2 separate regions of the Sus scrofa genome follow, and region 1 is linked to region 2. The links are chromatin contacts, called in public Hi-C maps. All regions are on one chromosome and are shown on one strand. The core of a region is the stretch at or near the end of the contact, and the rest is flanking DNA. Distances in the headings are between cores, read along the strand shown. Region 1 holds the start of CHERP (calcium homeostasis endoplasmic reticulum protein). Region 2 holds the start of DDA1 (DET1- and DDB1-associated protein 1).

Region 1 (5,404 bases), core at 96-2,595, 690 kb after region 2:
CATTCAGACCTGTATTTGTAACACTCTATTTATAAATTCTACCACTAAAAAGTGTTATGCACATTTTTCTCTTTGGTTATATAAGCACCAAGCACCTACATAATATCCTTGATTTTGGCTCTTGGCCAAACACCTACATAATATCCTTGATTTTGGGTCTTGGCCAGCAAAAATATTTGCTATCTGGCCCTTTATAGAAAAAGTTTGCCAGCCTCTAGTCTAAGAATACTATTTGGGATACAGGAGACAATCTATAACGTCAGATGGAGAAACTAAGTAACAATTTAAAAAATGTATCTAAAACACCCCAACACCGTTTTCAGAGTAGGGAGGTACCGCCAACTAAGTGTTAATGTTAACAATGGTAATCCCAAAAGCGTTCAGATTGCGAGGGAAGTCACAAGTCTACGTTTCTTTAACGTTTGCTGTTCCTTGCTATCTTTCCCCGCAATTAGCAAGCGTTAACTTTACCATCGTTTTATTTCACTTTTTTTGGCCGCCCCGGGGCATATGGGCCCGGGGATCAAATCTGAACTGCAGTTGTGACCTACGCTGCAGCTGGGGCAACTAAGCCGGATTCTTTCACCCACTGAGCCCGGCCGGGGAATCCAATCTGTGTCTTGGCGCTGCAGATCCCGTTTCGCCACAGTGGGAACTCCTCAAAGTTTCATAAGTAACATAACTGCGTATTTCAAGGTGCATCTTTCTGACCGCGCAGCCTAGAAGGCCCGGCACCCGCTTGAATGACTACACAGAAGCCACGCGAGCTCTGAAAGGCTTCTGAAAACGGAGGGAGTAGAGGTGGAGGTGTCCCCTCGCCCTAAGTCTTCTTTATCAAAGAGTTGGATTAAAGAAAAGAAGCACAGCAGGAGAAACTTTTGAACCTCGATAAGCCCTGTTCCATCCCCGCCACGCCTGTAGCCTCCCAGTTCTACTTTTACATCCGGACGAGCCCGGGAGGATGTGACCGGCGCCGCAGCCCAGGCGCCTCCTGGACGCACCTCACCTCGTATTTTCCGCACCGCCGCCTCGCTGGGAGAAAATAGGGCACTGACTAGCGCAGTAACTCCCCAGGGCCCCTAGTCCTACGGAAGAATCTACTGCCCAAGTCCTCGCATTGCAACACGTAACGTGGGAAAACGCCCCAAGAGCAGCTAACGGCCGCCTGCACCGTTCCAGCCGTTCCCTCGCGTCGCGCTACAGAAGTCCATTCCGCACATGCGCGGGAAAGCCCCTGCGCGTGCGTGGTGCTCGCCCCTCCGTGCGTTCGGCCCCTCGCGGCTTCTTCCCGCCTGCCTCGTTTCCTCACTTCCGGGGTTTCCTGGCGACGGCCGTAAGTGGCGGGCGGAAGCAGCGCGCGAAGCCAGTCGTAAAAGGCTCCCTCGCGCCACTTCCGGCCGGCTTCCGCAGACGGCCCTGGTGGGCGATCGTGAGGCGCCGGAGGACGTTCCCCGCGGCTGGAGCCATGGAGATGCCGCTGCCGCCTGATGGTGAGGCCCAGCCTGGGCTCGAAGGCTGTTTCTCTCTCCCCGGAATCCCCTGTTGGCCTACCTCGCCTCCCGGGGTCCCCGGGCCTAGGAGGGGGCGGGGCTCGGCCTCCGGGGTCCGCCTGCGGCCTCTCCCGCGGGTTCCCGCATTCTCGGCGCGCTTCTGGCCCCTATCGGGACCCGTACAAAGGCGGCCTTTCCCGGACCCACCCCTAGGGACCCCCGGCCCAGCAGACGCGGGCTGGGACGACAGGGCCCCCGAATTTGGGCGGTTCTCGCTGACGCCCCGCGTGGCCTTTTCTCCGTCCTCCAGACCAGGAGCTCCGAAATGTCATCGACAAGCTGGCCCAGTTCGTGGCTCGGAATGGGCCCGAATTTGAAAAGATGACGATGGAGAAGCAGAAGGACAACCCAAAATTTTCGTTTCTGTTCGGAGGAGAGTTCTACAGTTACTATAAGTGCAAGTTGGCGCTGGAGCAGCAGCAGCGTGAGTTCTCTTGCTCTCCGGCCGTCCTCTCCAGCGATTCCTTTCTGATTCCATTTCGGGCTCTGCCACAGACCGCCTTTTTTTAAATCGCTTGTTCTTCTGGGAATATGGATTAGCTCGGTCTTCACGGTCCCATTCGCTGTTCCCGGGGCTCTGCACCCGTGCGGCAGCTGGGTCCCAGTGTAATGGAGAACGGGGTTATCGATCCTTTTGCTGGGCTCCAGATCAGGGTTTACTCTTGTTTTGCAAACGTGATGACTGAGGTCAGGAAGGTAGTGACTACTTCAGCGGTTTCCAGGGAGGAAGTAGTAGAAGCCAGATTGGGTGAGACCCTTGGGGCAAATACTGTCCAGCGAGGTTTTTGTGCATTTTAAGATGGTTGTAGCCTAGATCAAAAATGAGTTGTTTCGTGGGTATTAGTTCTTGGTATCAAAATTCCAACCCTCTTCTAAAAGAGCTTAAGATGGGGTTGGTTAACACAGTTGGTCTCTGAATAACAGATAATCACCAGGTAGTAAAGATCCCTGAACCCACATCTGCCCTGTTCAGTAGTGAATCCTTAGCTTCCAGATATGTTGTGTTCTAGATTGCCAAGTAGATGGACATTGAAAGGTGGATGCTCCCTGAACTACAAGTTCCCCACGGCCAACCGGGCCTTGTTTGGCATTGTTGTGCCTAATAGGTAGCACGTAGTAGGTGTTCAATAAAGAGTTCATAGGACACAGCAAAGGTTCAATGGCTTGAACAAGCACAGTGTGTTTTGAGAGCGGAAAGAAACCTCAGTCATCACGTTTGCAAACACAGTGTGTTGTGAGCAGCCCAGCATGGCTGGAGTTTTGATGTGTGTCGACAGGGTCGGGTTTGATCTGGAGTGGTAAATGCCAGGGAAAAGCTTGGGTTTTCTTCTTTAGTCTGGTGTTCTTCTGGTGCCTGTGTATGTTTGAGATGAGGGTGGAGGAGGTCTGTTGCCTGAAAATGTTGGGTTTTGGGTGACTTGTATGGAGGACAGATTGGAGGGAGCATTGAGTGGAGTCTAGGACCAGTTTGGTGGTAAAATCTGAATTAAGTTGGCAGGTCGAGTAGAGAATGTGGGCCTGGGGACAGTTGGGGTTAAAGGGAAGGGCCAGTTGGATATTGAAGCAGGTGGCATAATTGGGCAGGGGAGGACAGTGTTTTGGCTCCGGTTCCTGTGAGGTGAGAGATGCTTTCCCTGCAAGGGGAGCCTATTCCCATCCTGGAAGGTCAGAAATCAGGACCTTCTTGGGACGTGGTGCTATAATGGGGGTTGGGATGCTTCTGGAAGGGAATGGGGCTCAGAAAGTGTTTTATGTAGGTAACTGTTGCCATTAAAGTTCAAGTCATTTAGCTGATGGGAACTGACGAGACAAGTGTGTTCAGGCTGAGGAACACGCCTGAGGAGGGGTTGGGGAGAGAGGGGACAAGAGCTCAGGGTGCCTGGAGCCCAGAGAAGGAGGGATTCTTGGGGTGGCCAGAAGGGAGGGTGCAGAGCAGGTAGGGCTGGTTTGCCAAGGATTCAGGAATTCTGGAGGCTTTTGGGGAGCTCTTGAAGGGTTTCAAGACTATGTTCTGGAGCAGGGTTAGCCACTGTGTAGCCCGCCCTTCACCCTGGTAGTCTGAGAAGATTGAGACCCTTGACTGCTCTAGCATGTTGCCCCACAGACTGTGGTAACGGACTGGTTTTTGTTTTTAACAATTTGCTGTGAAAAGTACAGTTTTGCACAGTAGAAACATGAACCATGAAATATCAAATTGCTTTAAAAGTGCCAAAACGCTCTCTTGGCATTTCTGTGCTTGTTTATAGTCTCGGTATCACCTGGGGTGCCTTTTGGACCACACTTGAGCAACGGTACTACAGCTGTGAGTGGGGGGGACAGGAGTGGACACAGCACAGGAAACCAGTTCCCAGGGTGATACAGGTGACAGCAGAGTTATGGTGGTGATGGCAGAGACATGGACAGGTTGGCATGTGATCTAGGGGAGTACCTTGACTACAGTTTAGTATGAGCTGCAAGGAAGAGAGGTGTCTAGACTTTCTTGGCTTCTGGCTTGAGTATATGGACGTAGCTGTGCCAGCCACAGGTCAGGAGGGGGACTTTGGAAGGGGTAGGGCACAGGGTGAGGGGAAAGTGATGCCTATAGAGAGCAGTGGGCTGTTTGGTCTGTAATGAGACCCAAAGCTTGAGGAACCCAGGATGACAGTGATAGTTTATGGGGTAGTAGGGTGCAGACTGTAACTGCAGCCCCAGGAGTATATCATGTTTCCCTGGGGGCTTACTTGGAAAAGAGGACTTAGTTCACAAACTGGGCATAAGGGTCAGACAGAGGAAGGAGGGGCCAAGGAGACAGCTATACCAGCCACGTGAGACAAGGAGCTGAGATGAGGCCGTGGGGCTGAGTGAGGATGACCCCCAGAACTTTGGCTTTGGCTATGGGGGTGGGGTGGGCAGACAGAGCCAGTCCTCCATGGGTTGAGATCAAGGGGAGACGGAGAATTGTTAAGAGAGGTGGGTGGGGTGATGGGAATTTTGGGGTGTTTGTTTTGTTTTTTATGGCCTCACCTGTGGCAAATAGAAGTTTCCAGGCCAGCGATTGGATTTGAGCTGCAGCTGTGACCTACGCCACAGCTGTGGCAAGGCTAGATCCTTAACCCACAGGATTGAACCTGTGCCTCTGCCACAACCAGAGCTGCTGCAGTCGGATTCTTAACTCACTGCACCACAGTGGGAACTCCTGTGAAAAGGGAGTTTTTATGGATAGGAGACACGGGTGTGTTTAAATACTGCTGGGGAGGAGTCAGTAGAGAGAGAAAATGAAAGGAGAACTAGGGAACAGATTCCTAGGAGGGCAGAGTGGGTGAGATCTAGGGCACAAGTTAGGAGATCATCCCCCCTGCCTCACACCTGAGCAGCAGTAGGGCCCCCTGTGATGAGCCCTGGGTGATACCTTCCACCCGCTGTCCCTTCTTTGGCTTTGTCAAAAGTCGGGGCCCCCTTAGGGTGGGACTCAGAAGGGCTCCAGCAGTGCATGGTCACACTCAGACTGGACAAGGCCCAAATGCTGAGAGGGGGTCTTCTTGTCCAGAGACCCTTCCCATCTCTTCTGATGAATGCAAGGCAGGAACCCACCCCATCCGGGATCCTGCCAGCAGGATGGAGCATCCAATGCCGCCTCCATCTGGATTGATCTTTTAAGGCAGAGGGGCCTCCTTCTCTGAATAGAGTCAGTGGAAGGAAGGCTAGGGGTGGGGTGTGGAGAGGCCACAGCATGTGTCTGGGGTGCCACAGTCAGTCATCCAGAGGTCCAGTGGCTTTGATGTCTTGAAAGGGAAGAGTAGCCTGGGGGCCTCAGGCCTTGGAGTTTGCTGCTGCTGAGGAGGCTGGAGGTTGAGAGACCCCTTGGAGAGGCTGTT
Region 2 (5,431 bases), core at 1,033-3,532:
ACATATCTGCCTCCCTGAGGCAGAGGGCGGGGTGAGGCTGGCTCAACCCTGGGCCCCTGACAGGGTTCACATGGGGCCTGGAGGCAGAGTGGTGAGAGATGCGGGAGCCCCGGGCCTGCACTCAATTCTGGATGGGACCTTCCCTCTCTGTGTGACTTGGGACAAGTGACTTCTCAGCCTGGCCACCCCTGCTGTGAACCGAGGGCCACAACAGGGACCCCTTCCAGGGTTGTTCTGTGTCTCAGTAAGACAACACAGGGAGAGAGCTCTGCACAGAGCTCCCTTGAGGGCAGCTGTTAGCATCAATCTGTGCTGAATAAATGAATGAAGACAGGGTATGGCCAGTACTTCCTGTCAGCTAAGCAGGAAAATAAGGTCTTGGAAACGGGGAGAAATCCTCACTCAGCCAGACAAATCCTAGCTACAGTTGGGTCCAGAAGCTATCATCCACTGCCTCAGCAAACACTCACTGATTATCTGTGTGCCAGTCCCTGTGTAGGCAGCCTGCCAGTGACCCAACCAAAGCAAGACGAGGAAAAGAAATGGTGTGCAGAGAGAGGAGAGACATGGGGGATTCTGAGATGTTCACAGGAGAAGGTGCATTCCAGGCAGAAGAAGTAATGAGTGCAAAGGCCCTGGGATGGCAGGGACTTGGAGCGTGAAAATGTGAAAACAAGGCCACTGTGGCTGAAGCTCAAGGGGGTGGGGGGTAAAAAGATGAGGTCACAGAGATGGGCAGGGACCTTGGAGACTGAGGGGGAGCTGGGGTTTCATTGGGGTTACAACAGGAAACCCCTGGAGTGTTTTGTAAGCTAGAAAGTGGTATAATCTGACTGACATCTTTAAAAACTCCCTCTGGTTCTGGACTGCCAGTGGGGCTGGATGGAGAGAAGGAGACCAGGGAGGAGGCTGCAGCAGGTGTTCAGGTGAGAGGTAGAGGTGCCTGGACCAGGGTGGGGAGCCAAGGACAAAATTAGAATTCATTCTGGAGGCAGAGCCAACAAAACCCACTATGGTCTGGGCGTGGGCAATGAGGCTGCAGCAAGGAATCAAGGACAACACCCAGGCTTGGGGATCCACGTGCTAGGAATGCACTTATCAGTTTCCTATACCCTTTGTGACAAGAAGTCTTCTTTTGCCCATCCCCCACCACACCCCAAGGACTGTGGCTTGTGGGCTGGGACCCTGAGTCCAGGACCAATGGGATTTGACTTGCCCTGACAAAAGCTTTCATTACCCCTGTCAGCCCTGAAGATGTCAAGTAGTGTGGGGAACGGAGGGGGCTTCAACCCAACTCTGAGGCTGTGTCACACTTCACAGGTGGAGACAGGAAACCCCAAAGAACCATCAGACCCAAATCCCAGGATGAGTGAGCGGCCCAGGGGGGATTTTAACCTCCCAACCACGAGCTGGCATTAACCCAACTTCAAGATGAGGAGACAGCTGAGAGGGGATGTCAACATCCCTGAGTAACCCAGCTCATCTGTTGAGCGTTCACCATCCCAAGCTCTTTAAGACGTCAGTTCCCTAAATTATCGCAATCGTATGAGGTCTGAACTATTGCTACCCCCATTTAACAGAGGTAGGGCCTGGTGATTGGAGAGACGAAGTTACTCCCTCTTAGAGCTGGTCAGGGCAGAAATCTGGAGGTGGGGTCGGGGGACTGGGGCAGTTTGCGATGTCGCACTTCCTTTGGCGACAAAGCCCCGCACGTCAAGGCATCAAGCCCCTTCCCCGCCCCGACGCTCAGGCCGGCCTCCTAAGCCCTCTCAAACTGGAAAAGCCCAGGCCTACCGCGCGGAGAACGGGACCTGAGATGGGGGTCTTGGGGGACCCCATACCCACCCCTAGGCTATTTCCGGGGGGACCGCGACCCGGAAATGAATGACTTGTCAGGGCCTGAAAGCTTAGGTGGGTCAGGGGTCGGAGATGGAGCCAGGGCGAGGTCAGCAGGAAGCTCGCAGCAGGGGTCTAGGGGTCGAAGGGCACGGGTCAAAGGGAGGGGCGGGCCGGGCTAGAGGGGGCCAGGCAGGACGGTGAGGGGCCAGGGGGATTACTGGGGGTGGGTGGGCCCGCGGCGCCATTTTGTCAAGAGAAGGGGGGAGTACGGCCCCGGCAGCCACCCTCACCATCTTCTGTTTCCTCCGTCGCCTCCTCAGCCACCGTCTCTGCTGCCGCCGCCGCCACCACAGCCGCCTTCTTAGCCGCCGCCGCACAGTAACTTCCAGCCACCGCACAGCCCACACTGATGGTGTGGCCGCCCGTCCGTCATTGGTCCGCCCTCTAGCCCCGCCTCTAGGCTATAAGGTCTTTGCGCGCTCCCATTGGCCTGATCTAACTAAGTCACGCGCCCATTGGACGTCACGCCTCCTCCCTTCGTGGTCAAGTTCGGTTGAGGGAGCAAAACCCCGCCCGGGAATTGCAAGAGAGGGGCAGCGAACTCCGGAAGTGGGCGGAGGCTGCCCCCAAAGCCTCTTGGAATTTGTAGTCTGCGGCACCTGGAGGTCCCGGAGGTGGGGACCCACCATGACACTCTCAGCCTCCTCCCCAGGGTCCCAATCTTAGGTTTCAGCATATCTAAGCTATTCCACACTAGCTGCTTGAATTATCTTTGAACTGACAACCCAGACTCTTCTTCGAACACTTCCCGTGACTCCTCATTACCCCAAGGGTTCAGTCCCACCTCCTCGGCCCCATATCCTGGGCCCCTCCAGCCAAATTCGTCCACCTTTTATGCTGACCCCTCTCTAGTCCCTCCTTCCTTCGGCCCTCCCACACCCTGCCATCTCTTCCTGGAAGCCTTCCCTGTGTTCTTCCCAATGCCAAGTCGGGTGCTTCCTCATGGCCCCATAGCCCTCACCACCCTCTTACCAGCCCTGACTCCACTATGTCCAAACTGCCTGCGTACGAATCTACCTCCCAACTCCTCACCAGCCTGACAGCCTGGACAGAACAAGGATTTATTGAGGAAGTACTCCTCAGGTTACTAAGGGGAAGTTAGTATTATTACTCCAGCAACAACACAGCAAGGGAGAAACGAGCACCTGATTTTGTAGAAGCCAGATAAGCCTCAGAGAGTTAAGGTCTTGCTCAAAGTCACATAGCCCATCCCCAAGGGGCAGGTGGTTGGGTTCATATCCCTCCCAACTCTCCACAAGCCTTCCTAGAACCGTGGGAATCACGACATTTTACAACACAAGTGAAAATGTGAACATTTATTAGACTTTCAATGACTAAAAGAACTGATAACTTTTTTTCAGCTGTGAAAAGTTTTGTGAATATGTATTAAAGAGCCCTTATCTTGAAGAGGTGCCTTCTGAAATATTTACAGAATAATCTGACGCCTGAGATTTGCATCTCAGGAGGGGGCAGGATGGGTTGTGGGTAATTGGTCACTAGACTGTTGCGTTAAGTTCGAAATTCTTCCTAATTCAAAAGCGTAAAAAAGCACCGGGCAAGGTCTGACTTCCACTCCTTTTTCCAGTATAATACCAGATTTCTTCCCCTGGGCCAATGTGAGGGATATTCATGTCCGTCCGAATCCCAGTCGTCCTGCTCTCCAGCTCTCCACAAAAACAGCCACAGGCTAAGCGAGGGAAATGATTTAATGAGGGGTCCAGGCGGCAGCGTCGCCCTTCTCAATGGCTCAATGATTTTCGGCCCTTGTGCATGCGACGAAGAATGACTTGGACCCCGGTTGGCGTTCTCAAGCGCCGGACCCAACCATGCTTGTGCTTGCGTTTGATGTTACTCGGCTGATACTCGTTCCCGCGCGCCTTGCCCCGGGTCTGCTGCATGGCGGGGAGTCCCCATGTATCCGGGAACCCCAGCCAGGCCTGGGGCTGGAGCCACCTGCCCGGTCAGAGAAAAAGCGAGAAAGGTCAGAAAAGATTGCTGTGTGACTGCTGCGTGGCGCTCAACCTCGAGTTCGCAAGGCATTGGAAGGAAGGTCATGTCGTTGGTAAATAGCTGGGGTCAGCCCCTCGACTCCGCTCTTACTCCCAGATTTGGGAAGGGGACCCACTGAGGACTCACCTGCCACCTACTAGCGCCGCTGACCTACTGACGGGGTCCAAGAGGCGACCCACGGATCTAGCCAAGAAAGCCATGTCCAGCCGCCGGCACTCCGTCCAGTGGCAGCTATTCCGAAACCCGTAGGTTCCGCAGCTGCGAACGAGGACTTCTGGGAGTTGTAGTTTTTCCTACAGCGGAGCCTTCCTTGCCGCGGGGGCCTCCCGGAATTGTAGTTCTACGTCTGCGCGCCCACACCTTAGGCGTGAGCGTCCTTGCACACAGGCGCATGTAATTTTTCAGATGGACCAGCAGGTGGCAGGAGAACGGCGCCTCCTCAGCAGACGCTTGCGTACAGAGCATTAAGTCCCCGGGTCTGCTAGGAGTTGTAGTTTCTTTTCCTGCAGACCCGAGGAGGGTACACTTGGGTGACGGTGGCGCAGCTGGTGGCAGCCTCAGGAGACGGCTGGTTGAATTTCCCACCCCCAGCGGGAGCCAGGCAGATGGCACACAGCTGGCTGGCAGCTTTCCTTTAGCCCCAGCCAAGTCTCTGCCTCTTGGCTGTGAGCCCAGGCGGTCTGAGTTCAAGTTGGCCGTATGTCCTTGGGTGGTTATTCAGTTTCTCAATCTGTAAAACCCAAGGGTTGCAAGCTTGCCCTTGGTCGTACCCCCATTCAGACCTTAGGAGAAAATTTCTAGTATTCATATATGAACCCTTTCCCTTCTCACATACCATCTCTGGCTCCCCATAGTCCCCGGGAAAATATCCAGCTCCACTGCCAGGCATTTGAAGCCCACTCTCCTCTCGACAGACATACACACACATCCTAAATTTCAGCTATACCCTCCTCTGGCTGGTGCTCTCCTATTCATCTTTTAAAAATCCTCCTCAGATACTCCCCTTTCTCCAGACTTGCCCCTCCCTCTGGCTCAACACTGCCCCCCCAACCCCAGTTCTCCCCAGACTCTCCCTGAAGCTGAGGGGGTCCTCAAGAGCCAGACTTGCAGGCACCCCAGCATCCTCCCCGCTTGGAGAGGGGGAGGGGAATTTTTTTTTCTGGATGAATAAACTGTAGTCTCCCAGGAGCACCCTGAGTGGGCAAGAGTGGGTGGCTGGACCTAATCCAACTCTGGCAGCAAATTCCAGGGAATAGGACTGGGCAAGGGATGCTTAACCCCTTGTCCTCTGAAGCCCATCCTACCTGAACCACCATTTTGCAAACCTCTGCAATACTACACCAGTACAATAATAACACCAGTAATGTATGAAGCACTTTCCCTGCTGAGTGTTTTACCTGCATAGCAAATTTATGAGGGGATTAATTTCATAGAGAAATAAGTGGAGTCTCAGGAAAGGGGTTTGCCCAAGGTCACATATCAGCAAAAGGCAGAGGCTGGACCATGGCCTCTCTGACTCCAG

What was found. A called contact is a pair of places that touch in the nucleus more often than the background predicts.
Region 1: a Hi-C map of liver shows a contact between it and region 2, with 6 times the contacts expected there. The contact joins the promoter of CHERP here to the promoter of DDA1 in region 2. A contact is called at or near these places in 1 of 5 promoter capture datasets (liver) and 2 of 47 Hi-C or Micro-C datasets (heart right ventricle and liver).

Annotation. Positions count from the first base shown.
Region 1 is chr2:61,061,615-61,067,018 of Sscrofa11.1, forward strand. It overlaps CHERP (calcium homeostasis endoplasmic reticulum protein), which reads left to right and starts at 1,346. Exons shown (of 17, transcript XM_021083582.1): 1 at 1,346-1,490; 2 at 1,801-1,974. The coding sequence starts at 1,466.
Region 2 is chr2:60,374,704-60,380,134 of Sscrofa11.1, forward strand. It overlaps DDA1 (DET1- and DDB1-associated protein 1), which reads right to left and starts at 2,283. Exons shown (of 5, transcript XM_021083567.1): 1 at 2,130-2,283. The coding sequence starts at 2,132. It overlaps MRPL34 (39S ribosomal protein L34, mitochondrial), which reads right to left and starts at 4,264. Exons shown (of 2, transcript XM_021083568.1): 1 at 4,036-4,264; 2 at 3,201-3,852. The coding sequence starts at 4,109. The coding sequence ends at 3,639.